2 separate regions of the Macaca mulatta genome follow, and region 2 is linked to region 1. Evidence: chromatin contacts called from public Hi-C data. All regions are on one chromosome and are shown on one strand. Each heading gives the region's core, a stretch centred on a gene start, on an enhancer-like site or on the middle of the called end of the contact. The rest is flanking DNA. Distances are from core to core; before and after follow the strand shown. Region 1 holds the start of RAB3B (RAB3B, member RAS oncogene family). Region 2 overlaps OSBPL9 (oxysterol binding protein like 9).

Region 1 (7,085 bases), core at 4,024-6,523:
GGTTCACGCCATTCCCCTGCCTCAACCTCCCAAGCAGCTGAGACTACAGGCGCCCGCCACCACGCCCAGCTAATTTTTTGTATTTTTAGTAGAGATGGGGTTTCATTGTGTTAACCAGGATGGTCTCGATCTCCTGACCTTGTCATCCGCCCACCTCGGCCTCCCAAAGTGCTGGGATTACAGGCGTGAGCCACCGTGCCCGACCTGTTTATTTTTTAAATATAGAGACAGGGTCTGTCTGTGTTGCCCTGGCTGGAGTACAGTGGTTATTCACAGGCATGATCCCACTACTGCAGATCTCCATGACCAGCACAGAAGTTCTGACCTGCTGTTTCTGACCTTGGCTGGTTCACCCCTCCTTGGGCAACCTGGTCCCACACTACCGGGAATTCACCATATTGATGCTGAACTTAGTGAGAACACCTGATCTGCATAATGCACTATAGCCCAGAATAGCTGAAATCATCCACCCGCCTCAGCCTCCTGAGTAGCTGGGACTACAGGCAGGTGCCGCCTTGCCCTTGCAGGACTCTTAATCACAATGGTGTTTGCTGGGCAATCAAAATATAATTCTAGATCTAGTAGAAAATGCCCTGGCCTTAGAGTCAGACAGACCTGCTATCTGGCTCTGCCACTTACCGGTTGTACTTTCTCAATTGTCTTGCCTTGTCTACGAAAAAGGGATGATAATCTATAACTTGCATAATTATATTGAGGGTTAAATGAGATAAAAGATGCAAATAATCTTAGTGTAATTTAAGGATTCAATGAATATAATTGTTAACTAATCTGAGCCAAGACAAAAGGTAGAATTTTGTCTTCATTCAGGGGCCGGGTGCAGTGGCTCACACCTGTAATCCTAGCACTTTGGGAGGCCAAGGCGGGCAGATCACCTGAGGTCAGGAGTTTGGGACCAGCCTGACCAACATGGAGAAACCCTGTCTCTACTAAAAGTACAAAATTAGCCGGGTGTGATGATGCATGCCTGTAATCCCAGCTACTCAGGAGGCTGAGGCAACAGAATCATTTGAACCCAGGAAGCAGAGGTTGCAGTGAGCCGAGATCGTACCATTGCATTCCAGCCTGGGCAACAAGAGCACAACTCCATCTCAAAAAAAGAATTTTGTTTTCCTTGCCATTCTTACTTGGGCATTTGGATCTGGAAGTGAAGACAGTCCAGTATAATTTGATTTGTGTTGTTCTTCCCTCAGGTGGTTACCTTGGTCAATAAGAAGGTAGCTTATGGGGGCATAAATGATACAACCCGAATGTCAGATGTGGCCTCTCTGCCTCATTTTTTTTTTTTTTGAGACCAAGTCTGACTCTGTTACCCAGGCTAGAGTGCAGTGGTGCCATTTTGGTTTACTGCAACCTCTGCCTCGTGGGTTCAAGTGATTCTCCTGCCTCAGCCTTCCAACAGGCACCTACCACCACGCCGGATAATTTTTTTGTATTTTTAGTAGAGACGGGGTTTTGCAATGTTGGCCAGGCTGGTCTCAAACTCCTCACCTCAGGTGATCTGCCCACCTTGGCCTCCCAAAATGCTGGGATTACAGGTGTGAGCCATTCTGGCCGCTTTTCTGCCTCTTTAAGATCCAAATGCAATGGGCTTGAACCTCAATATTCACATTTCCCGACTCATGTAGGTGCGAAGTCCTACACAAGTTTTTATAAGTTCCACAAGGGCTTGTGGTCTCTCACAGTTACCTCTGCTTCCAGTCTCCTTTGTCAACTGAGACCTAACAAAGCACATTGCTCAACTCCCTACTCATGCACTCTCACAATTCCCCTCTCTTAAAAAGCATTCCTGGGTGTAATAGCCCTTCCTGAAGCCTTGAGAGTCACATAGGATGGTCACGTCCTATGTGTAACAAACAACTCATCCCATTTTAGGCATTCCACTGCTGAAACACTCTTGCCAACATACCATGGGAGAGTTTCTTCTGACTTTTTACCTATGTAGCACCTATCCTTACATTGATTTTCTTACTCATCTTTTTCCTGTTCTCCTCCAATCTCTCTCTATTAACTTGCCCTCTCATTTTGTCAAGTGAATTCCAAATTCTCCTCCCCCCAACCCTCCCACACCCAACCTTTTTTATTTTTTATTTTTTTTGAGATGGAGTTTCATCTCAAATGGGCTGGAGTGTAATGGTGCAATCTCGGCTCACTGCAACCTCCGCCTCCCGCTACCCCTAATTTTTTTTGTGATGGAGTCTTGCACTGTCGCCCGGGCTGGAGTGCAATAGCACAATCTAGGCTCACTGAAACCTCTGCCTCCCAGGTTCAAGTAATTCTCTTGCATCAGACTCCCGAGTAGCTGGGAGTACAGGCACCCACCGCCACGCCCGACTAATTTTTGTATTTTTAGTGGAGAGAGAGTTTTACCATGTTGGCCAGGCTGGTCTTGAACTGGCCTCAGGTGATCTCAAAGTGCTGGGATTGCAGGCATGGGCCATCATGCCCCACCTACTACTCCTACCGCCTTTTTAAATATAGAGAGCAAATTCTTCTCCCAAAGTTACATATTCACACTCATCAATTGAGGCCCCAAGCAGGACAAAAGGACCTTCTGTGCATTGGGATCTGTTATTCCTGGAAGAGTGTTGTGGTTTAAAAATAGCACTTTTTTTTTCTGTTATACGAAGCACAGTGTTTCCTATTTATCGAATGCTTACTGTGTGCCTAGCACTCTATCAAGTCCTCTGCAGTAGCTCGTGTTCTCATTTGGTCTTCCCAACAACTCTGAGAAGCAGATCTTATTATTGCTCTTTCTACAAATGAGGAATGGGTGTGCGTGTGAGAGAAATGAGGTAATTGGCATAAGATCACACAGTAAGCAAGGACTGAAGACCAGGTCTGCCTGGCCCCAAGCCTGTGTGTGCCCTTTCTAATTTACTACACCACCTTTCAGGGGAGGGAGAAGGAGAAAGCAACCAGAAGAACTGAGACTACATAAAAGCAATACCATCTGTTCTCATATTGTCTCACAACTTTAAAAGGATGGCTCTATATGCTATCTCATTATTCCTGGGAAGACAGAATAATCATTATCAACTTATCTATTTCAAAATGAGGAAAGTAGGGCCTTGTGGGAGAAAGGGAGTGAGGGAGCAGTTCAGTGTAGCATGTCTGATTTTGCTATTACAGAGGTACCAGCAGTGGGTGATTAAGAGCTCAAGAGTGACCATGGGAGCTGGTGGCCAAGGTGATGTGGAGGCCAAGGACTGAGGGACAAGGAACTCCCATAGCTACTGAAGTCACCAGGAGGATGGCAGGACAGGAGCTTGTGAGGATGACCATGAGCCAGGGGCTGCAATCTTTAATGCATAAGGAGCAATTGGGTGTCAGTGATGAGGAGGGGTTGAGGTGGGTATGGCTGGAGAGTACAGGAGAAATAATTTTTGTACAAGGGTGGAAATGGCCAAGCCGACCCCACATCCTGGTTTTATAGTATATGGGGAGTGGAAAAGTGAGAAGCCTTCTAGCAGAGGGCAGCAAAGGAGGCAGTACCTGGAAGATGCTCAGGCAAAGAAGTCATCTGAGTACTCTGAAGAAGTAGAGAGTATATGAGAGTTTGTTGACAAAAGAACAGGATTCTAGAAGGCATAGAGAAAAGGGCCGGCAGTGTGGTGGGCAGTGTGAGTGAAAGGCCTTGGCAAGAAGCTCAGAAGAGTAAGCGTCTGAGACAGAGGCCAGACAAGTAGAGGAGCTGTCAGCTTGGGTGGTTCCTAGGCTGGAGATGTACACTGTAGACAGGGTCATAATGGAACTTGGGGGGAAAATGGTTTTGGTATTTGACTTAGACGTCTAAGATCTGAGATGGGGGAGAAGTGTGAGGAAAGACGATTCTAGACCAAGCTGTCAGCTGGCTCCTGTGACCTCAGGAAGACTGGAAGTCCACATCAGGATTTGAGGGTGGGGCGTTAATTGCCTCCTGTATCTGCCTCCTCTGGTGGAAGTGGGACTTTCTAGGGCCGGGCCAGGCAAGAACATTTTCCTACACCTGTTGACAGCCTCCTGGTAATGGGAAACCATTGAGAGATTTTCGTTTGTTTGTTTTTTGACAGAGACTGTCTCTGTTTCCCAGGCTGGAGTGCACTGCTGAAGTACAGTGATCTTGGCTCACTGCAACTTCTGCCTCCTGGGTTCAAGTAGTTCTCCTGCCTCAGCCTCCCAAGTAGCTGGGACTACAGGCATGGGCCACCATGCCTGGCTAATTTTTGTATTTTTAGTAGAGTCGGGGTTTCACCATGTTGGCCAGGTTGGTCTCGAACTCCTGACCTCAAGTGATCTGCCCACCTCGGCCTCGCAAAGTGCTGGGATTACAGGCTTGAGCCACCGCGCCCGGCCAAGAGTTTTCTTAAACAAGGTTGATAGTAACATGGTGACATTTTTTAAAGGGTTGCTCAGGCTTGTGTCAAAATGATTTTGGTATCTGACTCAGAATGAGTGGGACCAGGAAATCTCATAGCTACTGAAGTCACCAGGAGGATGGCACAGAACAGGGGCTAGTGAGGATGACCATTAGCCAGGGTCTGCAATCTTTAATGCATAAGGAGCAATTGGGTGTCAGTGATGAGGAGGGGTAGAGGGTGGTATGACTGGAGAGCATAGGAGAAATAATTTTTGTACAAGGGTGGAAATGGCCATGCTGACACCACCTCTTGGTTTTATAGGATGAATTGGAGGGTGAAGGCAGGAATTAAGAAGCTGTTGCATTAGTCCGAGCAACAAGTGATGATGCCGGAGTCAGAACAAGCGCAATGGAGACACAGAGGCAGGGCAGGGATATGTTAAGGCGGTGGGATGTGGGGTGTGAAGGAAGCACAGATAAGGTAGAGGACAGCGTCCAGGTTTCTGGCTTCGTTTCCGCTTGTAGTCAGCCTCCCTCCCTGGGCTTTTATGAAGACGGAGCGATAGAACGGACCAGAAAGCAGTTTGGAAACGGCAAAACTGTTACCCATCATTAGCTACAGTATCATCAAAGCTCTCTAATTACCCTAGTAAGTTCAGTCAATGGAACGAGGCATGACAATTAAGATAAATCACGATAGTCACCCAGATATGGGGGACCTGGAGGTCCTAAGTAACCTCGGATTCCTTACACCTGCTAGACGTTGAGGGGCGGGGCGAACACAGACTCCGCCCCTGGGCGGGGCCTGGACGCGGCCGGAGAAGAGCGGCGCTGGAGCTGGAGCCTCATCCCTCAGGCGCCTCCGTGAAGACAGGACCGGACCCGACCCGCCCGCAGTGCCCCGCAGAGCCCTGCCCCGGCCCCCTCCGCTCCCTCCTGCCGCCAGGTCCTACTGTCCCGCCGACCTTACGGGAGCGAACCCGTCGTCCCGCACTCGGAGTCCGCGGTAAGGGGCGCGGCCCGGGCAGCCCGCCCGCGGAAGATCAGGGACCGATCCCCGGCGCGCGGCGCTGGGCACCGAGAGCGGGCGCCGAGAAGGAGCACGGGGCAGCGGAGGGGAGCCGGGGGAGGAGCGAGGGAGGGGGCTCCGCGGCGGCAGAGGTGGGGCTCGCCTAGGGAGGGAGCGCCGAGGGGGTCTCCCGGACCGTGGGGGCAGCCAGGGGAGCTCCAAGGGCGGGAGAGGAGCAAGAAAGACGGCGCTGGGGCTGGGAGGAGAGATGGGGGCAACTGGAGGGCAGCGAGGGATTGCGGGGGGGAAACGGGAGCGTGGGGGGCGAGGCAACTGCGAGGAGGGCGGAGAGGGGCTGTGCGGAAAGGGGGTACCGGGCAGCCGAGAGGCAGCGAACGGGGCGCTGAGGGAGAGGATTGAGGGGTGCTAGAGCGGGGGCGCGGGGGAAGGCGTGGAGGTGAGGAGCTGAGGGGAGGGGACTGGCTGGGTGGGGGTCGTTTGGAGCTGGAGGGGACTCAGGGGCTGAGGGGAAGGGGCGCTGGGCAGCTGGGGAGCATCCCTGGTGCCCTGGTCGGGAGAGGGTCGGGGGTGGGGGATGTGGGTATGGATAGCTGGGATGGGGAAGGGCAGCAGGGCAGTGTCTGGTCGAAAAAGGGTCATTTATGGGGGATGTGGGTAGGGATAGCTGGGGTCGGAGGTGAAGCCCAGCTGGGGACCAGCGTGGGGATAACTGTAGATGGAAGGCGAGGGGTGGGGCTTGGGGGCGGGAAGCCTGGGAGAATGGAAGGGTGAGAGGCCAGGCTGGGTCTACCCAGCTGCAGAGGAAGGGGGCAGGGAGGTGGTGGAGACAGAGGGAAGTGGCCTTGGAAATGGACACAGGGGCCTATATTCTGGTCAGGAGTGGGGAGGAGGCTCTGGAATAGAGTAGGGTCTGGCGGCTGCGAGTGGAGGAATCGTGAGAGAACCCGGAGGGTATAGATAGGGTGGTGGAGCGCTGGGTCAGGCTGGAGAGGAGGCCAGGTGTGGGTTGTGGTGTAATAGTGGAAAGATAATGGGGATTGAAGTGGGGCCCAGGCACTAGCGGTGTCTTGGCCACTCAGGAGTCCAAGGAGGGGACCCAGGCACTGGACCTTGTTATATGGGCACCAGGGGTCACAGAAAATAAGAGAATCATGGACAGAAAAAGTCATTCAACTCTGTTCTGTAGTCCCAACGTGGAAGGAACTTTGGAGAGGGTAGAGCAGCAGCCTTTGGAAGCTAAGAGAGATATGGAGGGGGTGGGAGAAAGATGGGCTCTCAAAAAAACAAAAAAAAAACCCAAAAAACAAAAAACCACACACACACACACACACACAAACAAAACAAAAAAAAAAACCCAAACACAACAAGATGGGCCCTCTTCCCCCAGCTTCCTGGAATCCAGATGGAAAGGGGTGGGAGACAGTAAAAGGAGAGGGTGTGTGTGTGTGTGCACAGGTGGGTGCCCACCTGTTCTGTGCCTATAAACAGAGGAAGACAATGGAAGCTGTGAAAGTCCCTATATATAGAAGTGGAAAGCCCTGGTGCTGTGGGAGCCAGAGAAGAGGCATTCTTGGGGAGGTGGGTGGGTTGGAGAAGGCTTTCTGGTCATGAAGGATTTAGCTAGCAGTGGAGGAAAGTGTGTTCCTATCAGAGGAAACCGTATGGGAAAAGGCAAAAATCTAAAAGCATCTCCAGTCC
Region 2 (7,264 bases), core at 9-2,508, 340 kb after region 1:
AAAACCCAGTCCTTCCACACTCATGCCCCATATCCCTGCCAATTTTCAATTTCTGTCTCTCTCTTCCTGGTCTCTATTTCTCTTCTCGGTCTCTCTCTCTCTCTCTTTCTCTCTTTTTCCCAACTGCATTTACACATACTCAAGACTCAAGTCTTTACACTCTTTAGCAGCAGCCCTTTTCAATTCCATGTCTTCATCTAGCAATTGGCTAGCCTCTCTCATTCCCTTTTAGTCAAGATTATTCAGCTGTCCAATCCTTAGTTTATAATTTATTTTAATCTTCTATTCCTTGAAGGATACGTTACACATCAAGATGACCTTCACACAAGGTGACCATACGACCTGGTTTGCCTGGAACAATCCTGGATTATTCCTGTTGCCCTGACTCAGTAATGAATAGATCCCCCTTTCATTCTCAAGCACTTCTGGCTTAAGGGATGTGGTCACTTTCCGCCACAGCCTAGCCTACAAGGCCCTTAGTGATTTGCTCCATGCCTACCTCTCTATTCTACACTTAAATAGCTTAAGGTTTACCAATTGCCCCAAGTTCTCTCCTACCACCATTTTTTGCACATGTTCCCTCTGCCTGAGACATCCTTCCTCTCCCTTTATCTGGGTCTAGAGTACTTTTTTGTTTATATCTGGTAGAGCAAAAATTCCTTTGATAATATATATATGAAATGGTGTTCTGTTGTTAAGAAAAGTTATTTGTTATACTAACCCACAAAAATACCAATGTTTTTCTTTCAACTCCACTTTTATGACTCCCATTATGCCAACATAATAAACATATATATCTTTCAGTGACCTCTCATGATTTTTTTCTGAAGGTTTCAGATGGTCAACTTCTTAAAGTTCTATCAGTACTTGAGGTCAACAAAGTGCCTGTTGCTCCAGGGTCACACTATCAAGGCACCAAACAGAAACTAGAGCTACACAATCTTGTCCTACTGGATGAATATGCTGACTTTCCCTCTTTTCCTTTTTTTTTTCTATACACACAGACATACTTCAGACATGAATCATCATTCTGATGCCAAAGACAGAAAGATAGTTTTGCTCTCATGGCTTGAGAGGGAAAAAAAAGAAAGAAACAGAATTCTGGCTATTTTGGGGCCAATCTCCCTTTGCAAAAAGAAGAGAAAAGTAGGCTAGTGAATTGGTTCCAAAAATAATTAAAAAGAATGATGACTCCTCTGGGACACAGATTGCTCACAGGCTCCTAAAAGGAATGTAGACAGTGCTAAGAATACACAGCATAGCTACTCCCATTATAACTCCACAACCACATACTTTTCATCACTGCTTAAATGACACTGGAAGTCTACTTACATTCACATGGTGCAATTAAATATGGTCCCTGAGATTTAGGCAGAACAGATCATTACTCTTTTTTAGAGATTAAGAAACTGGGACTCAAGTTTAAAAAAAAATTTTTTTAAGTTTGCCAAAGGTCCAACAACTAAAATGGAGAAGAATTCTAGGTCTTGCAAACCCTGATTTAAAGCCTGTTCTTAACAGGACATGGTGACAGTAAACAATATTCACTAATTACTTCAACAAACTTACTAAATACCTATTCTGGACCAAGAACAGTAACAGCCAGGGGATACAAAACATGTCTATGCCCTGGAGGAACATATGGTCTAGAGAGGAGTGAGAGAATCAATAATATAGCAGGGAGCAGAATGGCTTGAGGTTCAACCTGCTCACTAAAGAAGACGCTGCATGGAGGACCTACTTTAGCATCATTCATTCATTGATTCAACGAGTATTTATTGAATTTTTAGGCACTGTCCTAGATGCCAGTAACAGATTGGTAAACAATTTGCTTTGCTTTTGCATTCAACATTTTACCTTCTTGTTCCCCCTTACATGAATTGAAAGTATGTAACTTGTCTACATTTTGAGTATTCTTTTGTCTTTTTTACCAATTTGTATGCATTTGGGGGGATTTTTTTGTCTTCTTTATTAATATGCAGGAGTTATTTATATATACACGGAATATTAATCCTTTGCCAATTGATGTAAGTATTTTCTCTTCTGTCCATGAGTTGTCTTTTCCCTTTTACTGTGGTATCTTTTTTTGTTCAAAGGTTTTAAATTTTGAATGTTGTCAAATCCACAAATATTTGCCATTGTGGTTTATGCTTTCTGCTCTATCTCGACATCATAAAGATATCACCTATGCTTTTTTTCTAAGTTTAAAATTTCATTTTATACCTCTTATACATCTGAAATTTGTTTTTGTGTATCACATTGGGTAAAGAGTAATATTCTTTTTTTCATATGGACACCCAATTGATCCAGCTTCATTTACAAAGTGATAATGTCTGATTTGTAATGCTCTATCATATACCAAATTTCCAGCTTATTCCAAGGCCCAAATCCAAATGGTTCTGTTTTTCAGCTTTCTCTTCCATTCCACTAATCTATTTCTTTCTCTTATAACACCACCATACCATTTTAATTACCATAGTTTCATTTAAAAACCTTAATATCTGGAGCGGCAAGTCCACCAACACCTTATTCTTTAAAAATATCTCTCCACTTTCCCAAATTTTAAATGACTTTTAGAATCACCTTGTCAAGTTCTTTGATAGTCTAATTTTGTTGATGTATACTTTTTTGAGAAATTATCCATTTTTCATGTAAGCTTTCAAATTTATTGGCAACATATATTTGTAGCAGCTTCCTGCCAATTTTTCATCTCTACTATTATGTACTTATCTTTTTCCATTCTTAATATTATTTGTGCCTTTGTTTTTTTCCTCCCAATCTAACGGGGGTTTATTTTATTACTGTTCTCACAGAATCACAGTTCAGTTTGTTTATGCTCTCTACTGTTTATTTCCCATTTCATTAGTGTATTCTTTTTGTTATTTTCTTCTTTCTATTTCCTCTGCTATTACTTTTCTTTTCCTAATTTTAAAAATGTAATGCTTAGATCATTAATTCTCAATCTGTCTTGTAATATATTCATTTAAGATTATAAATCATAGACTTCCATAGATGCAGTTTTAACATGTGGTTTTCTCATTATTGTTCAGATTTAGATATTTCACGATTTCTATTATGATTTCTACTTTCACCAATGAATCATTCAGAAGTATATGTCTGAGGTGGGTGGCTACTGTTTCGTCAAGGACCCTTTAGAATTTCTAATTTATTCCATTGTTGTCAAAGAATGTTATCTATGTGATACCGTGTCTTTGGTATTCTCTTTTTCCATAATAATTTAATTTATTTTCTTAGTATTCTATGTCTGACATTAATTCTGTTTCCCAGCTTTCTTATGGTTAGCACTTGCCTGGAATATATTCTCGCATCACTTTCTCTTTCATTTAATTTTTAATTTGTAATTATGAAATAGTATAAACATTCATAAAATATAGCACTAATGACATCTACGTACCAATCACAGAGGTTAAATAGATGTTTACATCTTGCCCAAGGGAGGATATTTTCAATATTAAATTCATAGAGAAGGGAAAGAGCTTACAAAAAGGCTACTGAATTGACAAGAAAAGCCAGAATGAATAGAGTGACTTTTCACAGTGAAATGACAAGACAATTGATAAAAGTTCTTACAGGATACAGATCCAAGGGAAAAAGGAAGACATTCTTAAGGTTATACAGTAACCTAAAACTAACACCTTATAGAATTGTGGAAAAAAAAAAAAAAAGTCATGGTATCAATGAAATAGGGCACTAACAGAAGTCATTACTGTAAATATTAATATTCTGTCATGGTGCACCACTGACCTCTCTCATGAGAGACTAAAAGAAAAGAGAATAGATAATGCATCCCTCAGGAAATCACATTCAATTCTGATACCCAGTACAACAGGTAAATGGAATACTCAGTTTCACTGGATGGAGTAAAAGAGGGTTACTCTAAATCATATGTGGATTAATAGTTTTCAAAGATGTATAACACATTTACCATTAAAACCTTGTTTAATATAATTCATTTTTCTTTGGTGATTCCTAAGGCCCTTTAGAATTCTTCAGCATCTGGGATTCATCTGTATTAACAGAAATTACGAATTACAAAAAAAACCTACCATTCATTTAGATCCTATTAAGCTCCAAACACTGTGTTTGAGTACTTTTCAAATTTTACTAACTAAATTTGGTACTCACAATACTATGAGTAAATGGCATGATGCCTAGCCCACAGATATGGAAAATAGGGCTCAGAGTTGAAAAGTTGCCTCAAATCACAATGCCAGAATATGGCAGAATCTAAATCTGAATTTCATTATATACATGCCCTGTATTTGTTTTTGCCACTACATCCTACTTTTTTTTTTTTTTCTTTGAGACAGGGTCTTCCTCTTGTTACCTAGGCTGGAGCGCAGCAGTATGATCTCAGCTCACTGCAGCCTTGACCTTCTGCACTCAAGTGATCCTCCCACCTCAGCCTCCCAAGTAGCTGGGACTAGAGGTGTAAGCCACCACACCCAGCTGATTTTGTTCATTTTTTTTTGTAGAGAAGAGGTCTCATTGTTGCCCAGGCTGGTCTCAAACTGCTGAACTCAAGTGATCCTCCTGCCTCACCCTCCCAAAGTGCTGGATTACAGGCATGAGCCACCAAGCCCGGGCCACACTGCCTCAAATGTTGTCATGTCTCCATTTTCCAGATATTATCTGAAAATGCCAATGTTTTCTTTTTGACTAGTATGGGAAGGAATCAAACCACAGGACCCAATCAACATTTTACTTCTTCATCAAGGAAAGGGCACCATCTAGTGGCACACACTTCGTAACCAACACAAAGAAAGTTTTTCACTTTTCTGCTTTCCTCCACTGGTTTTACACTGCCTTACAATAACTTACGGTATCTGAATTCACTCTTCTAGTCCAGAGGAATGGGAGCCTAGTAACATTAAGAATTGAACAGGGCTTTGAAATAAGACCCAAGTCCAATCTCAGATTCACCATTTCTATGTGACCTTGATAAGTTACTAAGAGTAGTTTGAGTCTCAGTCTCATTATCTGTAAAATGAAATATGAGCATTTACCTACCAGGGTTATGATGGGAATGTGTATGAAAATTATCTAGCACAGCACCTGATCTGGGTTTCCTCTATGGTTCCTTTCTCCATTCTCCTTTTATGTACCCTATATTCACACGGGTGTTTTGCTTTGTTTTTTTTAGAAAATATATCATACCACTGGCTCATATTATGTTTAAGTAACTCCCACAGTTCTTTTGTATGCAAACCATAGTAAAGGCAAATTTCCCAACACTTACTGATTATTTTTATAAATACACAAAATTAACAATAAGCATTTTTGAGTATTTATTATGTGCCAGGCAACTGTGACAGTGAATAAGAACTTATTATCCAAGTGGAGAAAACAGAAAAATTAACATGTAATACAATGTAACAAGTAATTTCACGGCTCTAAATCACAAATACAAAAAAATAGGCCGGGCATGGTCGCTGGTGCCTGTAATTCCAATGCTTTGGGAGACTGGGTTAGGAGGACTGCCTGAGGCCGGGAGTTAGGAGACTGAGTTAGGAAGACTGCCTAGGCAACACAGTGAGATCTTCTCTCTTAAAAAAAAAAAATTTTTTTTTAATTAGCCGGGTGTGATGGTACACACCCGTAATTCTAGCTACTCAGGAGGTTGAGGTAGGAGGATTGCTTGAGGCCAGGAATTTGGGGATGTAGTGAGCTATAATTGCACTCCAGCCTGGGTGACAGAGCAAGATCCTGTCAAAAGTTGGGGAGAGAGCAAGGAGGGGGAGGAGAAGCAGGAGACGGAGAAGAAGGAAAAACAAAGTAGAGGATGGGGAAGAATTAAACCTGTTAGAAGTAAGTGGATCAAAAAGGCTTCACAGATGAGGTAGCATTTGAAAAGTCTCTTAAGCAAAGAGCTCATCAGATAGAGGGTGCAGAACTTCCATGATATATGAAAAAAAAAAGTCAGAAGCAATAAGGAATGAAGAAGCACAGTGAGGGAACAGGAAGAAACATAGCGTGAATCAAATATAGGATGGGATGGAAGGGGCACAGGCAAGATCAGTAGTGCCGTCAGTGATAGCTCATTAAGCTCATTTGGAATCTAGATGCAGTATCTATCACCACCATATTCATCATCATCATTGTCATCATTGTTGTCATCCATAGCAGTTACCATTTCCTATACATACATAATTGCTAAGCCTCACAGCAACCCTACCAGTTATATCATGGTATCCTCATAAAAGTTAAGAAATTTGCCCAATGTCAGAGTCAGTAAGGGAAGAGCTGAGTAAAATTCAGCCCCAGGTCTCTCTGATTGTTTCTACACCGGTGGTCCCTCTTGGTTACACAACATAATTACCTGGATAATCTGTTTAAAAATAAAGGTTCGAGAGCACTGCACTAAAGCAGCCTATCTAGAAGGTTGACTTGGTAACTGTATTGTAAACAAACCCTCCAGATATTTCTTGACTAAGAAGCCTCGGCAGTCTAATTTTTGGAAAATACCACAAAGCCTAGTAAAATGCACGTGTGCGCACACAGTGGGACAAACACACACATACACGCTTCTAAGTAATAAGTTCCATCTATGTGCCAGGACCTAATCCTCACAAAATTCTGCAAGAAGAGTATTATCTCCACCTTAAAGAAGAGGAAACTCAAGCTCAGGAAGCTTATGATAGCTTCCCTTTTCCAGTCAACAAAGCGATGGGATTCAAACACAGGTATATTTGGTTCTTCTCTGTCATGCTGTGTAGTAGGCAGAATTTTAAGAAAGACTCTCACAGACCCTTGCCCCTGTATAATCTCCTCCCCTTTGAATATGGATGAAAACGGTGAATATGATGATATCGCAGGAGTAATTATGTTATATTACATGGCAAAAGGGAGATTATCTGGTGGACCTAATCTGATATTATCACATGAGGTCTTTTAAAAGCAGAGCATTTTCTGCAGCTGATAGCAGAATGGGAAGTCAGAAAGATTCAGAGGACCAGAAGGATTCAATGCACATCACTGACATGAAGATGGAGGGGTCTAGGCCACGTGACCAAGAATATGTGTAGCTTCTAGAAGCTAAAAGCAGAACACAACTGATAGCCAACAACAAAAACAGGGCCTCAGTTCTACAACCACAAGGAATTGAATTCTGCAAATGCCCTGAATGAGCCTGGACGAGGACTCTTCTTCAGAGCCTCCAGATAAGGGCCCAGCCCAGCCAACTCCTTGGTTTCAGTCACATGAGACCTTAAGCGCAAAACCCAACTGAGATGTCTGACCTATA

Evidence for each region. A called contact is a pair of places that touch in the nucleus more often than the background predicts.
Region 2: a contact with region 1 is called in a Hi-C map of cortical neurons, with 5 times the contacts expected there. The contact joins the enhancer-like site here to the promoter of RAB3B in region 1. A contact is called at or near these places in 4 of 14 Hi-C or Micro-C datasets (blood, cortical neurons, fetal cortex germinal zone and 1 more).

The regions. Positions count from the first base shown.
Region 1 is chr1:188,660,319-188,667,403 of T2T-MMU8v2.0, forward strand. RAB3B (RAB3B, member RAS oncogene family) reads left to right here and starts at 5,274. Exons shown (of 5, transcript NM_001266792.2): 1 at 5,274-5,363.
Region 2 is chr1:189,001,328-189,008,591 of T2T-MMU8v2.0, forward strand. All of the region lies in intron 2 of OSBPL9 (oxysterol binding protein like 9), which reads right to left. Among named protein-coding and RNA genes, the nearest start is that of OSBPL9, 43 kb to the right of the region's middle. Within about 2 kb of position 1,259, at least 2 of the 40 cell types and tissues checked have an H3K27ac peak or open chromatin away from gene starts, as enhancers often do. A contact at or near this core is called in cortical neurons, where this site is marked.